2 separate regions of the Mus musculus genome follow, and region 1 is linked to region 2. The links are chromatin contacts, called in public Hi-C maps. All regions are on one chromosome and are shown on one strand. The core of a region is the stretch at or near the end of the contact, and the rest is flanking DNA. Distances in the headings are between cores, read along the strand shown.

Region 1 (4,015 bases), core at 454-2,953, 1.1 Mb after region 2:
AAGTGTAAATTTAATATCAGAGAGAGCCTTCCTTGGGTAATAGATAGGAACTTTGGATAAAACAATGAAAACAAGTATGTGAAGGTTCTAGAAAGCAAGGAAGAGCAAGCAGACTTGAAAGACAGTTACAGTTGAGAAGAGAGGTCAGCACTGAGGAGAAGCTCATCTTTTGGGCCTTCCGTCTAAGGGCAGACTCTGACCTGGGCTTTGTGAAGTCCCTGGACATAAAGAAAAACCTGCACTGCTACTCTCCTGTGGACTCAGGATGGAGCCTGAGACTGACAACCAAACTCTACAAAGGAGATAGACGGGGAGTGGGAGAGAGTGGACCAGGAGTGGGGCATCCTGGCCTCTACATATAAATTCTGATTTAAACAATTATGGTGGTATTATGTTTTGTCAAAATAGAAAACCTGCAGAGCAAGGGTGAGCCCTAAGTAAAGAGCAGAGCTGGAGCAATAGCAAGCTGACAGTGTGCTCCTCAGTACACCCTCAGTTAGTGTGTCCGTGGCAGGGGCTGTGGATGGAGATACAGTGGGCATGCCAAACTTTCTGTATGTTCAGATCAATTTTGCTTTTTGAACTTAAATTGGCTCTTAAGCCAAGTACATAATTAAATAAAACCCAGGTCATGTAGCATTAAATATAAAATATGTATGGGTAAGTTAATAAATTATGCATAAGAGGCACACTGAAAACTACTGCACAATGCTAAGGAAAACCAAGTGAGTTAGGAAGGAAGAACTAAATCATGCTCATGAACTGGAAGGTTCAACAGTGCCACAACAGGAATTCCTCCAAAGTGACCTAGAGACTCTATGCAGTCCCCAAACTCCCTACAGTCTTTTCTGCACAAGTCAGGAGCCTGACCAAAGACTGATGTGGAAAGACAAGGGCCTCATGGCAAAGCTACAATGAGCCTAAAGAGCTGGCCTACTCGTAAGCTAAGAAGTGGGCCTGCAGAGCTCTCTGCATTTTCATAGACAATATCTGATCCCAAGATCAGAGATTAAAAAGTTTATCTCTCTCAGCCTTCCCTGGGTATTTATCTGAGATAAATGAAAGCACAAATGCTCACTGTAACTTTATCAGAAACTGTAAAACAAGAGACAACTGGAATGTCCATTAACAGGTGAGTGGGTAAATAAGCTATGGTGTGTGTATATGTATGTGTGTATATATATATATATATATATATATATATATATATAATTGCTACTCCTCAATAAAGGCCGGAGTATAGAAATTAGCAATGATATGGATGAATCTCAATATAATTGAGTGAGTGGGAAGAAACAAAAGACATTTTCTATGATGGAAACAGGCCAGCGATTATCTGGAGACAGAACTGGGGAGAGGGGAGATGAGACTCCTGGGGAGGTGGATATTTTCTCATTTGTCTGTGAAAATGGTTTCAGAAGTACTGACACATCTCAAAACTTATCAAAATGCAGACTTGAAACACATGGGATTTATTCCATACCAGGTATATGTCAATCAAGGCTAAAAAGGCAGGATCCCAAGCAAGCGCCAGGTGTGACACACCTGCAACCCCAAAGTCCAGGAGCTGAGATCTGACAACCATGGCCAGAAGGCCAGTCTGCACTACATTATGATAACCTACCTCAGAAGTAGTAAGAGGAGCACCCACAGTGACGCCGAAGCAACAGACTTCAGCTGCTGCTCAGCCTGGGACGCACAGCTGCCAGTCTGAGTTCAGCCAAACTAACTTCCTGCTGCCATAAGCAACCAACAGAAGCAAAATCAACACTCATCAGTAAAGTGCAACAAAACTCAGACTCTTCTATAGACTAACATTAATGCCAGGAGCATAACTAGGACTTAGTAGTTATAGGGAGAAATGCTAACAAAGCCTGCCAAAGAAAAAAGGCAGTCAGAGTCCAACTCAGACAACCAAAAGAGGTTCTCCTGTCTCAGGTTCTCGCTGTCTCAAAGCAAACAAAGCACGAGTCTAACCCTGGGGCTGCCGAGGCGCTTCAACAGGTAAGAGTGTGTACTGCTCTTGCAGAGAAGCTGGGTTTGGTTCTAGAAACCACATCGTGTGCCTCACAACTGTCCATGACTCCAGGTTCAGGAGATCTGAAGCCGTTGGCCTGCACAGGCACCTGCACTCATGTGCACATATGGCTGCACAGACACATATACATAGTTAAAAATAAATCTTAAAAAGTGAAGTTTAACATATGTTTAGCTGAGGTCTCACAAAGATGACAGACTAGAGAAGAAAAAGTACACTTCTCAAGCATAAAAGGATGAAACCACAGTTGAACTGCTGAAAACCAAATACAGTCTTGAAATTAAAAAAGAAAGATACCCATCTCACAAAACAATATCAATATTTAGACCCATGACATATCACTCCAAAGACACCTGACTTCTTACAGAAACAGTGGATCTTTATAGGCAGTACTGGGGTGTCTATGAGGTGGTAAAGGAAAAGAATAACCCCCAACACAGACATCTCTCCCCATAGAAGCTTTATAAAAGCCAAGACTGTTCTGAGAAGTGGACAACTGTAGATCTAAGTCAGGAGCACACACAGTTAGCCTGCAGCATCCTGACATAGCAAGAAGCCCATGTCCATGGTGCTGTCTGGGAACACAGACCAAATATGACAAGGCTCCTGCTGCTAAAGGGCCTGCAGCTGAGACCCACATAGACAAAGGCTGGCAGGCTTTATTCCCATTAAGGATGTTTGAGCTTACTAGTTCAGAATGCACAAGACTGACCATTCTGCTAACCTCCACACTAAGCAATATGAGAGCTACACACTTAAGAACTATTGGGACAGGCAACAAAAACCACTTTATGTAAGAGCACATAAAGCTTTAAACAGCAAGTGTAGCTACTCTGTTACTTTTGGAGGGCAGCAGTGGTTATGACTTGGGAGCAATGTAACCCACAGGAGAGCCTTGGCCTTGGCCCTAAAGCTGTAAGGCTGGTTTCAAGACAGACTGTGTGCGTGTGTGTGTGTGTGTGTGTGTGTGTGTGTGTGTGTGTGTGTGTGTATGACCCTGCACATTTAAAATACTAAATCTGCCAGGCATAGTGGCACAGGCCTCTAATCCCAGCAGAGGCAAAGGCAGGAGGATCTCTGTGTGTTTGAGGCCAGCTTGGTCTGCCCAGAGAGCTCCAGGACAGCCAGGGTGTCATAGAGAGACCCTATCTATCTCGATGAACAAACACTGAATCTGGCATTGTCTACCTGGTACATAAAACCTGGGTCCTCAACAAAGGAAAAAATCCTTTCTAAAGGGTGGAATCTTGAGAGTTATATGGCTTCTATGTTTGCTACTGTAAAGAATTCTAAAACAGTTCTAAAGTAGAACTTCTTAAATAAAGCTCACTAAACATAGATTTTCTTAAACTAAGGCTTAATAAATATGCATAGTTCAAAGACTCCCAGAATCTATGACTGACAGCAATCTCAGCCTAAACCCTTATGTTTGTTATGGAAGATCTCATTTTGCTCCCCAACACCTAAATGTTCCTGTTGAGGATGCTATTACCACTTACTGAGGAAACCAAGTGGTAGTGAAGCTTTTCAGTTCACAGTGCCCTTACTGTCTCAGGCCACAAAAGTGATTCTATTGGTTAAGTAGTTATAGACTAACAATTCAGAATTCATGTAATAAGAGTTGATCACTGTTTAAACGACATATGTGCAAATATTTAAAACGTTGCTAATTGGACCAGCCACTCCTGTTTCCTGTTTTTCAGTAGATTTTACGTACCTCTTACTTTTTAATCATACCAATGACTAAAACTCTAGTTTAGAAAAGATATGACATCATCCAATAATGATGCTAAAACCATGGTGAATGAATGAGCAGCACACATTGTCTGGCAAGACATTAAGCCGGTGTGCTTTCCACTACGTTTAAAATTCCTAGGGCAACAGTGCGCATTCACTGCACCACCTAAGCACAGAGCTGGAAATGGGAAGACTAGACCGCCGTCTCCTGTTCCTGAATTACCAATTACTTTGAAAGAT
Region 2 (3,556 bases), core at 545-3,044:
TATATAATCAATCATAACTAAGATTGTATTTGTGTGTTCATGTATGTGCAGATATATATTTGTGCATATATGTGTGTGAAGAGCAAAGAATAATACAGGTGTCATTCCTTGCTTTATTGAGGTGTGGGTTTCTCATTGGCTTAGATTTTACCATTTAGATAGGGCTGGTCAGCTCATGATCCCCAAGAAGCTAACTCTCTCTCTGCCTTCCCTTGGGCTGGTATTCCATGAGTGTGCCACCATGGACGGAAATATATGCCTCCAGTACCGCTCAAGGTTTTGTGTTTATGAGTTCTTAGAATTGAATTCAAGTTCTCATGTTTTCAAAGGTAGCATTTTACCAACTGAGTCATCTCTCCCAACCTTCAAATTATGAACTGAATTACCTTTATTGCTCAGTCTATGCTCCCTGATTCCCTTTCTGATAGCCTTCTAGGCTGCATAATCTCAACTCTTCCGACTGGAAACTAGAGCCACCATTCAACATTAATAGAACCATAGCATAGATTGTGGTGTTTAGAGCTAACTGGTGTTGGAGAATGGGAAATCAGATACACTAAGGTCCAGAACAGTCAACAATTGCTTTGGTAAATAGACATTGGTAGTTGCTAAAGAACTTATTTGCTTGCAATTCAGACGAATATAAACTTTTCCTGTCCGATCTGCTTACCTGCAAATTTCTTAATTTTTTTTTCTTCAAAGGTATAAAACTCCATTGTGTAAATGTACTGCATTTTTGTTATCTATTTATCATTGATAGACATGTAAGCTCTAAAGTATTCAAATTTCCAAAATGGATAGGGAAGGACTCATGAAGGGTAGGTTGCTCATGTTCCAGTAGATTCCCCTACATCCATTCTGACACTGGTGGCACCAAGTGGACTCAGTAGTTTAAGAAAAAAACAAAGCATACATGAAGTTGGAGAAATATGGAGAGATCTGGGAGGAGTTGGAGCAAATTGGGAGGTGGGTTTGATCAAAGCACATTGTATAGGTAAGAAGTTACCCAATAATAGATAAAAAATAAAAAAGGAGAAGTGTTTGGTGAATTTCCATTATATTTAGGGGATATTGTTTGTTTTTCACAAGTTTCAGAGATGGAGTGCTTAGAAAAGGACAAGACAGCATTTACTGTCTTGATGTCTGCCTATTGATGATTCAAGAGAGGCTGAGAGATGGGACTCTCTAGTCCATGTTCCCTCATGAAGTGTCTGTTAAGTGATCAGTTGATCATTCACGTGCAACCCACAGATTCACAGAGCATGTGGGAAATTAATTTTCACAAGCTGGTGTGAGAGCATCCTTAAATACATCCCTCCTCTATGATTTCTAGCAAGACATATAGGACAGAAGAAAGGAAAAACAAGCAAGTAAGAAGTCAAGGATTTATGACTTCATCTCAGAAGCAACACATTCCACACATCAAGTTAATGTGAACTGTTACTAGAAGCTAGTCACTCTTTCTACCCAGGGAACTAGTGGGTCTCCAGGGCTGGAGTACCTGGAGGCAGGAGAACATAGGATACTCACAGGTCAAATAGAAACCCATTTTTTCCTATTTGTCATATTTGGCTTAATCAAAAGGTCTCTGAAGGGACCCCAAGCAAAATGTTTGATTTTTGTCTTTCTGTTCACTGCAAAAATGTAGTTTACTTTGAAAAATTGTACCTTCATCTTCCCAGGCTTCCATAACTGAAAAGAGTCAAACATCTGTGGTCTTTGTCTCCTCTCATCTGCACTGTCATATTATCACTCCACTGCAGTGATACCTATCAAATGTAACCTCACAATTATTGTGTTTTCTGGATGACTAAGGAGACTTTCAGTTTGATTGTTTCCTTCCATTCTTGCTTTGTTACAAGCTGTTCTCAGCACTAAATAGATTAATCATTCAATGATGTAAGTAGCAGCTTACCCCATCCCTCCTTAAGCTTTTCACAGACTGCCCATTGCTCTGTTCAACCTAGCATCTCCTCTGCTTCATAAACTAAAGCTCACACAGTCTGCTTTCTCAGTTCCAAATTCCTGGAATCCTCAGTGCTTAGAGGGCTTTTTCTCACGATTCTTTGCAGGATTTCTTCCTGCTTTATCTTCAGAGACATTTTTCAGATTCACTCAACCTTGTAGATATTGTACTCGGCCTATTGACTTCATAGCATGTATAAGTTCCAGATAAGGTATTTCATTTATTTCATCTCCCACTTATCAATTACTAACAAGCCCTGTATCCTACACATAGCATCCAAAGAAAAGTTCTGCAAAGAGTGGAACTAATACCCAAAGTGACATCTCAATGTCTGATAACATCATCACATGTCCTCAATTCATCTACTCCAATTACAACTAGCTTTGAATTTAGACATTCAAAGGAGTATTTAAATATATATGCTCCTTCGCATTAGCCTTTAAAAAAGAGTACTTGGAGAGATTTGTAATCATTATAGTTTATTAATCTTTGGTGAAAATATGTGAATCTTGATAAGAATAACACTAATATTTGCTTTACAAAAAAGCTGGAGGAGACTGAGCATTTCTTTCTGATGGATGCATTTACAATGTCCTTGAAGAGATGTTTGGAGCTCAAGAATGGGACAAACATTGACTTATTTGCTATAAGATTGACTAGATTCAGGTTTTTCCCATTAACCATTACTTATTTTCTTTTTTTGTTTGTTTGTTTGTTTTTGTTTTTACATAGACTGTGAATGCAAGCCATGAATCCAGAGATTGAGGCACATGTCAAAAATTCCAACAGCAGAGAGATCAAGACCTCAAGGCTACCCTCAGCAACATTGTGAGTTTAAACCCAAATTGAGATACTCAAATATTGTTGCAAAAATGAATAGGATGGTATAGAAAGATGCCCCTGACACCTTAGAGTCAAACATAACCTTCCAACAGGTGATTTTTCTCACAGCTTTTTTCTTGAACTTGTGAAAAGAAGTAAGAAAGAACCCTGAGATGAGTCACCATGCCAGCCATATTCTTGTTAAGTTTGAAGGAATTTGACAAAAATATGTCTTTGTGGTACAAACTAGACCTAACAAATAATAAAACCGCAGATTATACGCAAAGAGAAACAAGAAACATTAACCCTTTGCTACTCAGGAACTCTTCATGTTAAGTGTGAGGTAGATGTGTGTGGGTGGGGAGAAAAGGTGTGAACTATTATGTAAAATGTTTGAAAGTATGAACATCTTCTACAATGGAAGCTCTTTGGTATTTTTGTTTGTTTTATTTTTAGCAGGAACCTGATAAGTACAGAGCCCCAACTCAATTCTGCTGCTCTATTTTTAGTTGACTGCTAAATAATGTTTTGTTTTTGTTTTTTTTTCTAGAAGAAAACATTTAACCGTTTTCATCCAGTGGCCACTTAGCTACTTGTTTTCAGATATTCCAGGACATCATCTGTGCTATAACACATTCTCTCTACGACAGAGATGATACAGCCGTACAATCTCAGTAAGATTTGCCTAAAGAAGACTTAACACCAAGAACACCAATGAACAAGTTGGCATGGAGAGGGGAAGGTTCAAAAGATTTAATTTCTATATGA

The links. A called contact is a pair of places that touch in the nucleus more often than the background predicts.
Region 1: a contact with region 2 is called in a Hi-C map of Th2 cells, with 2.9 times the contacts expected there. The contact joins two enhancer-like sites. A contact is called at or near these places in 1 of 39 promoter capture datasets (hippocampal neurons), 42 of 484 Hi-C or Micro-C datasets (the AML12 cell line, CD4 T cells, the HPC-7 cell line and 29 more) and 2 of 115 datasets of contacts at active chromatin or transcription factors (T-cell acute lymphoblastic leukemia and astrocytes).

What each region holds. Positions count from the first base shown.
Region 1 is chr2:10,013,453-10,017,467 of GRCm38.p6, forward strand. The region is part of intron 2 of Taf3 (TATA-box binding protein associated factor 3); the gene reads right to left. Among named protein-coding and RNA genes, the nearest start is that of Taf3, 33 kb to the right of the region's middle. Within about 2 kb of position 1,704, at least 28 of the 459 cell types and tissues checked have an H3K27ac peak or open chromatin away from gene starts, as enhancers often do. A contact at or near this core is called in Th2 cells, where this site is marked.
Region 2 is chr2:8,868,462-8,872,017 of GRCm38.p6, forward strand. No RefSeq gene overlaps it. Among named protein-coding and RNA genes, the nearest start is that of Gm30957, 77 kb to the right of the region's middle. Within about 2 kb of position 1,795, at least 2 of the 459 cell types and tissues checked have an H3K27ac peak or open chromatin away from gene starts, as enhancers often do. A contact at or near this core is called in Th2 cells, where this site is marked.